Regions from separate parts of the Mus musculus genome. Here region 2 is linked to region 1. Evidence: chromatin contacts called from public Hi-C data. All regions are on one chromosome and are shown on one strand. Each heading gives the region's core, a stretch centred on a gene start, on an enhancer-like site or on the middle of the called end of the contact. The rest is flanking DNA. Distances are from core to core; before and after follow the strand shown. Region 1 overlaps Sgsm2 (small G protein signaling modulator 2). Region 2 has its middle 19 kb from the start of Gm35117.

Region 1 (6,899 bases), core at 2,061-4,560:
TCAGTGAAGGACTGGACTTGCCAGGGACACTAAGAGCAGGCAGGCAAAGAGCAAAAGCTTTCTTCTTCCATGCCCTCTATAGAGCCACCAGAAGGTGTGGCTCAGATTAAAGGTGGATCTTCCTACCTCTGAAGGTCTAGATTAAACAGCAGTCTTCCAGCCAGGTGGTAGTGGGCCTGCTGTACAGAATGTACAGAATGAGTTCAAGGTCAGCTAAGGCTACACAGAGAAACCCTGTCTATAAATACCAATGTGTACATGCCTTTAATCCCAGCACTTGGGAGGCAGAGGCAGGTGGATTTCTGAGTTCGAGGCCAGCCTGGTCTACAAAGTGAGTTCCAGGACAGCCAGGGCTACACAGAGAAACCCTGTCTCGAAAAAAACAAACCAAAAAAAAAAAAAAGAAAACAATGTGGAGGGGTGGGGGAGAAGAAAAGAAAACAATCCCTCACAGGTGTACCTAGCCACTTGGGTTTTAGTTAATCCCAGATATAGTCAAGTTCACAACCAAGAGCAGTCATCACGGGTTGGTGAGATGGCTTAGTGAGTAAAAGTACCCGACTGCTCTTCCAAAGGTCCAGAGTTCAAATCCCAGCAACCACATGGTGGCTCACAACCATCCGTAATGAGATCTGACGCCCTCTTCTGGTGTGTCTGAAGACAGCTAGAGTGTACTTACATATAATAAATAAATAAATCTGAAAAATAAAAAAAGAGCAGTCATCACGGTTGGACAGAGAGCAACTTGTGGAAGTCAGTTCTTTTTTTCTACCGTGTGAGGCCTGGGGATCAAACTGCGATCGGCTGGCGTAAGCACCCTTGCCTATGAGCCATCTTACAACCCAGAACATTTAGTTTTTGAATTAATTTTGATCATTACATGTTTTATTATTCCCAGAGGTTTTGTGACACCCTCCCACATTCATTCACGCACCCCACACAAGGTCACATCCCTCACGCAGCCCACAGGAGGTTACGTCTCACAGTTTACAGATTAAAAATCTGCCACAGCACATTTAGGAGCTGAGGTCCACAGTGTGACAAAGGAGCACCCAGCTTAGGGTTGCTGTAGGAGAGATGGCTCAGTGGCTAAGAGTATTGGCTGCTCTTCCTAGAGGACCTGGGTTCAATTCCCAGCACCCACATGGCAGCTCACAACTTTCTTTAACTCCAGTTCCAGGTGATCTGACACCCTCACACAGACTTACATGTAGGCAAAACACCAATGCACATAAAATAAAATAATCCTTAAAATTTTTTTTAAAAATTTAGGAGCTGGGCGTAGTGGCTGCGCTCTCTCTCTCTCTCGATTTATTTATTTATTTATTTATTTATTTAATATGAATACACTACAGCTGTCTTCAGACACAGAGAAGGCTTTGGATCTCATTACAGATGTTTGTGAGCCACTATGTGGTTGCTGGGAATTGAACTCAGGACCTCTGGGAGAGCAGTCAGTGCTCTTAACCGCTGAGCCATCTCACTAGCTCCCAAGCATTGGCTGCTCTTGTAGTTTTATTCCCAACACCCACATCAGGTCAGGTGGTTCACAAACCACGTGTAGCTCCAGTTCCAAGGGATCCAACCCCCTCTTCTGGCCTGTCACATGCACATGTTCAGATGCGTGCACACACATATGCACATAATTAAAAAGAATAATCTTTTTAAAAAGAAGGGGTATGGAGATGGCTCCGCAGGTAAAAACACTTGCCACTCAAGGATGTGAGTTCAATCCCCAGGAAAGGGGTGAGAACTGGGCTTACAAGGCTGTCCTCTGACCTTCATACATGCTTGCGCGCACAACACACACACACATTTAATTTAATTTTTTTTTAAAAAGAGTTTAGGCCGGGCGTGGTGGCGCATGCCTTTACTCCCAGCACTCGGGAGGCAGAGGCAGGCGGATTTCTGAGTTCGAGGCCAGCCTGGTCTACAAAGTGAGCTCCAGGACAGCCAGGGCTATACAGAGAAACCCTGTCTTGAAAAACCAAAAAAAAAAAAAAAGAGTTTAAAGCCTGACAAGCCTGACTGGAAGATGGCTTAGTGGGTAAAACTGCTTACTGCCAAACCTTATGACCTAAGTTGTATCCCTAGAACACACATGGTCGAAGGAAATGACCACCTCCACTGCCCCTGGCCCCACATGGTAGATTGTACATGTGCACGTTGGTATACATGCATGTTCACACACACACACTAAATAAGTGATTTAAAACATTTTAAAGCCAAGTGGTTGTGGCACATGCCTTTAGTCCCAGCACTCAGGAGATAGAGGCAGGCAGGCTTCTCTGAGTTCAAGGCCAGCCTGGTCTACAGAGAGAATTCTAGGACAGCTATGGTTACACAGAGAGACCCCATCTCAAACAAACAAAAGACTTCCTGCTGGGCTGGAGCTCAGAGTATACTTGCTTAGCATATCTGAGATTCTGGGTCCAATCGCTAGTTGAAACAAATAACGCTTTTTTTTTGTATTTTCTCTGTGGCTTTGCCAACATTTCTTCCACCTCCCAGCCTTTACCCCCATTGATTGGTATCTCCTGCCACCTCCTTCCATGGTGGGAGGAAGGTGCTCGTAGTATGTATAAACAGAGCACTCAGAGTCAGCAGCAAATAGCAAGTTATCTCAAGTTGTGCCTTGAACCTACATCTGAAATAATAATGTGCTTATATGCATAGTTCTTCTCTTACCATCAACTGATTTGAGGTCATTGAAGCACCAACCCTTGAAACTATATGTTTCTCTGAACCTGACCTCCCTCTACAACAGTATCTTTCTAGTTGAGTACTAGGATTTAAAACAAACAAACAAACAAGGCCCCACTGAGTATCCATGGCTGGCCTGAAACTCAATATATAGACTAGGCTAACTTTAAAGTCAGAGATCTGCCTGCTTCTGCCTGGAATAAAAGGTGTGCACCACCATGCCTGGCTCTAGAGTTGTTTCTGGGGTTTTTTTTTTTTTGGTGTATGGTGTGTGTGTGTGTGTGTGTGTGTGTGTGTGTGTGTGTGTCTGTCTGTCTGTCTGTCTGTTGTCTGTGTGTCTGTGTAGCTGGGGGTTGAACCTTGATCTTGAAGCAGGCTAGACAAGCATCTACCCTAGAGCTCTACCCTCAGCCCTGTGAATCTTACTTAACCTTAGGTGGCTGAGAGAGGATTTTGACTTTGAAGAGCAGGTCTCACACCAGCTGCATTGTGGGTGGGGCCGGGCCAGCCTGTCTTCTCAATCAGCTGCTTTCCTAGGCCGACCTGAGGGTTGCTTGAGACTGAGGCTGAGTCGTAATGGGAAGTGGGGGTGGAGCCTGGAACTGGGAATAACACAGGGCTTTATTAGCCAGCTCCCTGTTGCTAAGCAGCTGTCATTAGCCAGTTAGATCTCCCCTGCCGCGAGTGAGCTCCTTCGGGGAATGGCAAAGAGATACTAATAAGTCGGGAGAGCAGCAGCTGCTGCAGGAGGTTGCATCCCACCTGGGATAGATACTGCAGCCAGAGATGCTTCTGCACGTTTTGTGATTCAGACTCCAGGCGGTTGCTAGCTAGCCTGACTCTTTTCAGCAAAAGGGACTCTTTCCCTCCTGCATCCAGTGAATAGCTTATTCTCAGACTGTCTTCTGCTTTCCATCCAGAAATGAACAAGTTAAGTAGCTCTTCAGCTATGGTAAGGAAGGAAGGCAGATGTCCAAAGCAACTGGTTTCTTTCCTCCTGTGCTAGAACTTAGCCAAGGTCATGTGGTTTGGTCCAGTGATGAGATTTTGGAGTCAGACGGACCAAGGTTTGCATGCTGTTCATGTCTAACTCATAGCCAGTTAGTTGTTTATTTTCTCCCCTGAGCCTGTCCCCAGAAGATAAATTCCAGCACTGGAAGAGCTCCTCGGGGCTAGGGGTGGGTGGTTAGCTCAGTGATCAGGCTCTGGAGATAAAAAAACTCAAAAAGAGCCATGTAAGCAAAGCATGTAACGTGGTATCCAGGGACACCTTGTTCTCGAACCGTCGCCGGAAACCTTCCTCAGAAATAACCCGGGGTTCCTAGGAGTCCATGTTCTGGCTACCTGGGGAAATCTGAAATCTGGGCACACAATCGGGAAGGAAATGAATCATATCGAGTAATTGATATTAGGGTTGGACATTATGATCCACTTATAATCCTAGCACCCAGATTGGGGAGGTATAAACAGGAGAACTACTGTGAATTTGAGGCCATCCTGGTCAACATGAGTTCTAGGTTAGCCAAAGTAATACAGCAAGACTGGTTCCAAAAAAGGGGGAAAAGTCGTTATTGTTGTTCAGTAAAGGTATGTATATTAGTTGGGTCAAGAGTCTAAAAGTTACCTCAAATAATCCAAAAATAAAGCTGGCCATGGTGGCTCACACCTTTAATCCCAGCACTCAGGAGGCAGAGGCAGGTGCATCTCTCTGAGTTCAAAGCCAGCCTGGTCCACAGAGTGAATTCCAGGACAGCTAGCTAGGATAACACAGAGAACCCTTATCTCAATCAATCAATTAAAAAAAAAACCTATCTTAATAAATAAAAACTAGTTACATGTGGTTTAGCTGAAATAAAATTCAACTGATACCTGTTAGCTATTTTAAATTGAGCAGTAGGTCTATGGGAGAGCCTTACTTTTGTGTATGCTTGAAATCTCCCTCAACCAAATGAGTTTTAAGGAGAAGGATAAGCTGGGACATGCAGCTCTCAGGGGCTGTCTTGATCCAAAAGTTTGTGCTACACAGATTGGTTGCTGGCCTCTGGGGTCTACCCAGGAACGGAGTCTAGAGGAACAGGGACATTGTAGAGTAGTATCACAGCCACAGTCATCTGACAGGGCACATGGTGACCAAAGACTCTAGGAGATAGTGGGACTCTTGCCACTGCGGAAATGTGGTCAGCTTTTGCACAGAGGAAGGCTGTGTCTCTTGTCACATTGTCCCTTTAGGGCAAGGCAAATGAGCGCCTGTGGCCTGGTTCTCATTTCTCACCTCTATTCCAGAAAGCCAGACCAATTCTTTCTCCTCCTCAGCAAATCTATAGGGGAATGTTGTTGTCTTATCTGGGGAGTTGAGCAAAGCTGAGGGCCCCAGAGTTGAAGTAAAGTCAGTATCACCTTGTAGGATGAGAGAAAATGTGTCCCAAACAGAGGGAGGATGTCCACTGTGAGTGCAGGCTGTCATTACCAAACCCAGGGCAGAAATGGGTAATCAGAGATCTGAGGTGTGGAAAGAGAGGGAGCTGGGGGAAGAGAGGCCCGTGGTGCCTGAGGGCAGCCTTTCTGCGGCTCCTGCTCCACCTGCAGCCAAGCTCCAACTTGTGGCAGTTTCAGAGTTCCACTGGGAGCTTGCTCCACTCCTTCCATCCCCTCCCCTGCCAGCCAGCCAGCTCCGCCTGTCTCCACTGTCACCAGCCTGGACCAGTACAGCAAAACTCTGCTCTGGGTGTTGCCCCCACAGCTCCAGGACCAGGTTGTGGATGACTGCTCCACCCACACTCTCCTCCCTCAGGTTCTCCATGGCAACTACAACCCAACTCCCCCACTGCACAGATGGCATTGGGGAGAAAGGTGAAACTGAGCCAGAGGTAGTGTGCCTGCTTCTCTCCACGCTTACCTTCCTCAACTCCTCTTGGTCCTTAGGCCAGCTTCCTGCGGTGCTGTGCTAATTGTGAGTGCTGGATCCCTCTCCTAGCACAACTGGGTAGTCCTCTGAAGGCCATTTAGTAAGTGCCACAGTTGCCAGGACTTTTAATTGCTGAGCAGAGATGGAAATACAAATGTATATGCGCCTGAGTCACAAGGTGGACTCATCTCATAGACCTTCCTGACGTCTTCCCTGTTTCTGAGGGCCCTTCCCAACCACTGTATTAGCTTCCGTCCATTTTTGTGAGTGCCTGAGACTCAGGCTTGTCATAGCACGTAGAACTGTTTCTCTCCCTGCCAGGCTCAGGTTACCTGCTGCAGATTTTAGCAGGTACTGGCTAAGCGTGAGGATGGAAACCATTTGCTGCAGGAGCTGGGGAGAGAGTGGGTAGGTGCTACGGCCAGAGCAAGCATCTGGGGTTGATTCTCCCCAAGACTGGAGAGGGTCTCCAGCATCACCTCACCCTGGGAACCGTTGGTGGTCACCTACTCTATTGTTAGTATCATCTTGAGCTGGTAACTTATTTACCTGCTTCTGAAATCAAAGCTATATGAAAGTAGCACCCCTTTCCCTGCAGCATTCACGCCCCCCCTCCCCAACACACAGCACCTTTGCGTGGGTACCCAGTTAGAGGGTTGGTTATGTCACTAGTTTTGGTTGTGAGCCCAGCTTTTAATGGCTGAGGCATCTCTCTAGCCTATTGTTACTGTTTTTAAAACCCAATAAAGATGTGAGTAAACATGGCGGCACACACCTGTCATCTCAGTACTCCGGAGGGAGAAGCAGAGGGTTAGAAGCTTAGAGATCTCTAGGCCACATGAGAGCCTGTCTCGGGCCCATGCTGCCTCCTTTATTTTAAAATGATTCACACAGAGACTCACTGTGTAGCCCAGGAGTACCAGACTTTACAGGCATAAGCCACCACACCTGGCTCTGCCCACTCTTTGTAAGCAGAAGGTGCCATGCAGTGACACCATCCTGTACCTTGCTTTTTTAAGTTTCCCCTGTTGGTTCCTAGAGAGCATCTCATTGTTTCTTAGAGCTGAATGCTACTCTCCTGTGTGAACAAACCATATTTATTTGGCCTGACCCCTGCTGATGGACACATGGGTGGTTTCTAGTTCTTTACTAGTATAACTAATTGTGCACTTACACCACTAGGAAAAAATCCCAGAAGAAGGATTGCTGGGCCAAAGGTTTTCTGCACCTTTCATTGAAAATACCAAATTGCTAAATAGGAATGATGTCACTAACCCTCCCACCAGCAACA
Region 2 (6,469 bases), core at 3,763-6,262, 410 kb before region 1:
CAATGTGGGGGTTACAGTCGTGTAGTGCCCAGTTAAATCAAGGTACCTTGTCCCCCCAAAATTCTGAGCCGGACTCAGTAGTCATCACAGTAAAATCCAACTTCAGTTGACATCCAGGTCACTGGGAACTTCATTATCAAGACGGACTCGGCCGGGCGTGGTAGCATACACCTTTAATTCCAGCACTCAGGAGGCAGAGGCAGAGGCAGGCGGGTTTCTGAGTCCGAGGCCAGCCTGGTCTACAAAGTGAGTTCCAGGACAGCCAGGGCTATATGGAGAAACCCTGTCTCGAAAAACCAAAAAAAAAAAAAAAAAAAAAAAAAAAAAAAAACACAAGCTGTAGTCATGATTTGAGTCCACATTGGAGAGACCCACCCCTAATTCACCCTGCCCTGGTTGTTGAAGCAACATAGAAGCCATGTTGGGAAGATGGTGTTGGAGGTAGCCGGTCCTTGTATGAGAAGTGCTTGTCCGTGGGTAGCCTAAGTGATCCTTATTTGTCTTAACTCTCCAGGCCCCTTGAAGACTTGTTTGAGCTTATGACTTGGAGCTGGCCTTAGGAGTATATTTGAGACTTGGAAGCACCCAACCTTACCTGGCCATTTCATAACCTTTCTGCATTACCAGGACCCTCCACTACTCCCCAGCAGTTGACAAATCTCAATGTATAATTCTTGAGAAAACACTCATTGTTGGTTGCAGCCTCGAGTAAACCACCCAAAAAGTCCCTAATCCCACCTGCCTCGTGTGAAATACTTATAGTCAACTCAAAAGTGATTGTGTAAACTTTTAATAATGGTGAACTGTTCTTCCAAAACTACCTGCTCCCTAGTGGATTACCCAGTCGGTAATTGGAAGTTTGTGCCGTCATTAAAAATGACAGCTTCTTCAGATAGCTTGCTCAGAGCTTGTAAAATGCAGATAACCCAGCCTATATTTAACTTGTGTGCTGTGCAGTTCCCTTTCGGTGGTTAGGTAACCAACCGATGGGCTGGTGCCTGGGAAAACTGGAGCCTCTCGCTGCAGGGAGCCAAGGCTCTACTCAATGCCCTGCCTTCAGGTGAGTCCCAAGCAAGTGGACTTTAAAAAAAAAAAATGAAGCTCTGATTGGACTTTCCTCTGCTCTCTCCGTTGACACCACTGCTCAACTCGAGGCTTATTTATAGCTTCAGTCAGCCGTGGTGCAGAGGTCATTTCTATTGGCCTAAAATTTTAGAGGCTTCTGGGCTTGCCTCGGGAAGCTGATCAACCCTAAACATAGGCTTGGGGTGCAGGGCTAGCCTTCTGCAGATGCAATTGTTCTCTTGCCCCACCCCACCCCCACCACTTCTACCTCTGGCCTCCTGCACTGTTTGTTTAAAATCTGAGTAGTTTTATAAGCTACATCTCCATAAAGCGAGCTCTCTTCTGATGGGCTCTCCGGGCAGCAAGCCCTCCATAAATGAACCACTAATTAAGAAGAGAAAAAAAAGAAAATGGTTTGCCCAGCTTAGCCATGCCTCAAAACTCCCATCAATTCAGAAGATGGCACCATCCTCCTTCATAGCCAAGATATTAATATTCTTTTGTCTCATATCAGAGTTAGCCTAGCAATTGGGGTGTTGGCTTGTGTCCCCATTCCTGTCTCACGCTCTTAAGAGGAGGATTTGTTCCCATGGACTTTTCTTTCTGTGAGAAAATCCTTATTAAAGTTACTCTTGAAGGATCAGACCCACGCCAAGCCTTCCTGGTTGAAAGCCGGGCTGTGGGAAGCAGGTCCATTTGCAGTGTAGGCACGCGCAGGCTTTCCGGGAAGATGCCTGTCAGTCAAATGGGGCTCGTGGCGTGAGGGCCTGAGCCGCGCTCTCTGGGCTCTATCTGAGGACGAATTGAAGGTGTTAGCGGGCTTAACTGGGCTGCATCACTCACGGCCTATGTGCACAGCCATATGCTGCCCGTGCTCCTAATGGAACCTTTAGCTCCCGGAGCCAAGGCTCATTCTGTGTGTTATTAAAGTGCGGGTGACTAGGAAATGCAGAGCCCTCTTAATTAGAGAGCAACATTCTTGCATAGTCGCAGCGTTCCCTTCATGGCGTAATTGTCACAGCAAATTACCAGTTAGGTTAAATATTGAGCTGGTAACTCTTGGAGCTTCAATTATTCGCTCCACCCTACCCGCCCCATCCCGCCCTGTCCTCACCGTCACCTGCTAGCCTGCACTTCTGACTTGATCTTCTGCCAAGTGGTAGCTTTTAAGTGAGGCTTAGAGAAGATACACTTTACAGCAGGAGCAATAAATCTGGCTTTGGGCGAGTTATAAGATGCCAGGAACATCTGAGGGAAGGGTGGGTGCAATTTTTGCTTGGTGCGTGGTGGGGGAAGGCATGTTGCTGGGTCATCTAACTCCAACTCTAAAACTACCAGGACCCTCAGTATATCTAACCTGGGTGTCTCCCATGTGAGACGCTACAAGAAATGTAAAGGAAATAGAAACTGTGGTTCCTTCTCACAGCTTTAATGCAAGAGAAGGCTCACCAACAGAACACTTGATAAACAAGTAGTTCCAAGGAGTAGTTCCAAGTATGTGGGGTGAGAGAGTCCAGTGGAGGGGGTCTTGCAAATTACCAGCTGTCGTTGTGAAGACGCAAAGCATGCATAGGCAGGAGGAGGGGAGGCCCGTTTCAAACCAGGATGGCTTACTGAGCAGGAGAATGTGAGTCAGATACAGGGGATACCTGGGAAATTGAGTGTTGGATCTTTGTAGAGAAATAATAAATGAGATTGCTGAGCGCCAGGAGAATGGCCTAGACCTTGATTTCTTTGGGGCTTAATACTTAAGCCCTGTGGAATTCGGGCCTCTATGAGTGTCCTTTGTCATTAATCGGCCTTTTTGGTGTTCCTCGAGCTGGTGTTCTTGCAAGCCAGGTACACAGGCAGACTGCTCGAGCGCAGTTACCCCTGCTTCACCGACTAAATCGCAGAGGCAATCCTGCAGGGGATGTTATTGGAGTGTTGTACACTCAATTCCTCACAAGCTTCACGCTGGGCTGCTCATTTCCTTTGGACAAAGATAGACCGGCTCCCTCTCTTGTTGATGGAATGAAAATTCTCTTGCATTATGGCTCATGTGATAACTTGGGTGGCGGTGGTGTGGGATAATGAAGAGTCTCTTAATGGCTCTAGTTAAACCCGGTAATATCACTCTGTCAAACTTCAGCTGACTGTGGGAATCCAACCTACTTTTATATTCCTAAATGTCTAAAAACCCGCCATGGGCATCTTCAAAGCGCTAATAAGGAGGCAGCCCTCATCTGTCTATTTCTGGGAGTGTACCTATAAACCAGTGCTCATTTCTTGATCCCAGAATTGTGCCTCTTCCGACTGCAGCTCCCCAGCCCAAGGTTAGCTTCTGCCCACAGGCTTGGCTGCAGAAATGGTTTCAGCCACATCACCCATCTCAGGCTTCTAGCCACTGGCATGCTGGTTTAGCACCCCCAAAGGAAGAGAACTCATTTTATTCTGGAAAAGGGGGAAATGAATTTGCTTCAGGAACTGCCTAGGCCTAATTACTCTGCAAGCAGGGTTTGCTGGGGAAAGCGCATGTGCACATGTCTGCCGGTGTGTGCATGCCTGTGCCTGAGCTGCAGGGCACGTGCTCTCTCAGTGATGGCGGCTGTGCGCCGCTCATGTTGGTCTACCTCTCTCACACACCTTAGGATGACTGGTGGACCTGACCACCTTGCAAACCCAGAAAACTCACCACATTGGCTCCCAGATGAAGATGTAGCCAAGTGGGGTGGGACGATCAAGGATATTTGTCTATATATTTGGACCAATCAGAAAATGGGGGCCACGAATTGAAGAAGAGGAAATGGGAATGAGGGAGGAAGACTCGGGAGGGAAAGAGGTCATTCTAGCCTAAATTAAATAATGCAGATGAGAATTATGAACACGGATAAGAGCAATAATTCGGCAGCCAGAACTACAAGACCCTGACAAACGGCTCTCTGGAGAAACGGGCCGCCTCCTCGCCTGGAAGTCAGGGATGGGGGTCTCTCCACCAACCCAGGGCTGGAGGCAGCGCCTGTGGCTGCCTGATTTAGCCTGGAAGTTAAAATCGCTGAAGCAGTTTATAGAAACACCAGAGTGAGCTGCAGCGCACAATCAGTAGGCAGGATCCAAGATGATGGCATAAATGTTTCAAATGTGCTCAGGGTAATTAGTTTTGAATTACCATGTGCATATTTTAAACATTTAAATGATCATCCCAGGTTTTCGAAAACAGTTTCACAAAGCTTGATGTCGCTCCCCCTCCCGGAGCGGCCTCCCCACGGGAGAGCATAGTGCGACTGTGCTGGGACTGAGCCAAGTGAAGAGAGCTCTTCTGCGGCTCCAGCCGGGATTGGTGAGCGGCGGGAGCCTCACTAAACCCTCGGATAAAGGCGGATTAGGCCTCAGCCCTGGGTCTTGGTGCAGCTGGCTCGCCCTGGCCGTTCCTTCCTCTAGCCAATGTCAGCTGTGCCAGTTTTCCAAAATGATTGGTTCAGTCTTTAAGTTTTCTATTGTGCATGAAAATGCAGTTCCATTTTGGGTACACACACACACACACACACACACCCTCCGTTTCTCTGCCTCTGCCTTATTTTATGAATCCTTAGACTGCTGGGAAACTTGAAAATTTGACCAACCAAGTCGGAAATGAGTTTGGGTGGTTTTAAACAATGACCTTGTCCTCTGGTCACCGGGAGCCAAACTTCAGTCCTCCTGGTATGCAAATAGCAATTTCTAAATCCCTGATTCAAGAAAGCAGTGAGAAGGGCCGGAGATCCATGCTACCATCTGCTAGGACCTTACTTGCCTGTAACAGGAGTCCGAGAGTCTTTGAGAGCAATCCACTCTGGTATCTTACAGAGCCCCTTTCAACCTCCAGAGAGAAACTGTTTAAAGTCAGGTCTGTAACTTTAGGTACACAGCCACTAGGACAATGCCTCCCGACTGCTTTCTCTCCCTGCAATACAAGGTTTCTCCAGCAGGTGGAGCTGGGAGATAAAAACTATGAGCCTGTGCCGGGTTCCTTTGAGTAGGAGCTATCTCTGCTGAGATCCTGATTGAATGAAAATTGTTCATTATGCAAACTGTCTGGTTCAGTACACAGAGGCAGCCCCCAGGCGCAAACCCCAAGTAGTTGCTTTTTTTCCTCCCCAGATTAAAACATATGAACTGCTTTGATGTAATCTTATAACAAAGCCTAATAGAAATTTTATTTCTTCTGAAGTTTCCTGTCATTTCTTATTGCCCCCCTTCGTCTGTCCTATTAATACCCTTACAGTCAAGGATATGCTGCTCTGAGTCTAGACTGTATCTGCGGATGAGAACAGTGTGTTTTCCTCTACAATGGATTGAGGTATTTAAATATAGCTACACTGCTTTGGATATGTTTAATCTCCTGGTTTTTGCCCCCCACCCCTCACCACTATTGCTATTTATCATTTTAATGGAATGCTACAGAGTGGCACATTATGCAATGTGTTTAAATTGATAAATTATATTAGAAAAATATCGGATGGGGGTTCTTAATGGTAAGTGGGTTTTTGTGGAAATATTTCCTCATTAGTAGTTCAGCTCCTTGCAGGGTAGAAATTCTAAGGATTTGGGAATAAGCTATATTTATGACCTATTTGGCTAATTAAAATTAAAGCATAATTTTAGCATGAAGTTCCTGCAAGACTTTGCAGAGAGGGTGGAGAAAGAAACTTGCCCAAATCCTGTTACTTTTAAATGTCAGTTGCCATAACAACTTCGCATGAGCCATATTTTTTTTTTTTTACTTGAACATTCCTTTTAGGATTCGGTTGCTATAATAATTTGCCTCGGCTCTTTTTAGGAGGCATATTTTCCTATTTTCCTTTTGTGATCATTTCAAAGCTCTCATTACTGTAACAACAAAAAAAATGACCATGTAAACCTCAACTCTCCATTTTTCCATGTGCAGGCCCAGAGTGGTCCCCAAAATAGAAATGTGGTCTATGGAGAATTCCTTTCTAGAGCAAGCTCTCCAGACCAGGGGGCAAAGCAGAGCTCTAGGGATCCATTGTTGCTGGAGCCAGCTCCTTCTGGCTAGGAATGATTAAGCCCACAGATTTGTTTTTGTTTTTTGTTTTTTTTTGTTTTTTTTTTCTTTTTGAGACAGCATCTCATTCTATAGCTCAGGCTGGGCTCAACACAAAATCCCCCTGCCTCTGCCATCTGAGTGCTGAGAGCATCGCTGGCATGAGCCACCACATCCGAGCAGGTTTATAAAAAATGTTTCATATGTATGAGTGTTTTGCCTGCGTGTATGTTTGCACCACATGTGTTCTTGGTGCCTGAGAAAACCAGAGAGGGCAACAGATTCCCCTCTAGGACTTGAATTATAGACAGCTTTGAGCCACCATGAAAATGTTAGGAACGGAATCTGGGTCCTCTGAAAGAGCAGCTAGTGCTCTTAACT

Evidence for each region. A called contact is a pair of places that touch in the nucleus more often than the background predicts.
Region 2: a contact with region 1 is called in a Hi-C map of cortical neurons, with 4 times the contacts expected there. The contact joins two enhancer-like sites. A contact is called at or near these places in 8 of 484 Hi-C or Micro-C datasets (B cells, the G1E-ER4 cell line, the N1E-115 cell line and 5 more), 1 of 115 datasets of contacts at active chromatin or transcription factors (pancreatic cancer cells) and 1 of 9 other capture datasets (embryonic stem cells).

What each region holds. Positions count from the first base shown.
Region 1 is chr11:74,873,427-74,880,325 of GRCm38.p6, reverse strand. All of the region lies in intron 2 of Sgsm2 (small G protein signaling modulator 2), which reads left to right. Among named protein-coding and RNA genes, the nearest start is that of Mir6926, 8.7 kb to the right of the region's middle. Within about 2 kb of position 3,310, at least 120 of the 459 cell types and tissues checked have an H3K27ac peak or open chromatin away from gene starts, as enhancers often do. A contact at or near this core is called in cortical neurons, where this site is marked.
Region 2 is chr11:75,289,629-75,296,097 of GRCm38.p6, reverse strand. It overlaps a transcript of Gm35117 not described here. Among named protein-coding and RNA genes, the nearest start is that of Gm35117, 19 kb to the right of the region's middle. Within about 2 kb of position 5,012, at least 29 of the 459 cell types and tissues checked have an H3K27ac peak or open chromatin away from gene starts, as enhancers often do. A contact at or near this core is called in cortical neurons, where this site is marked.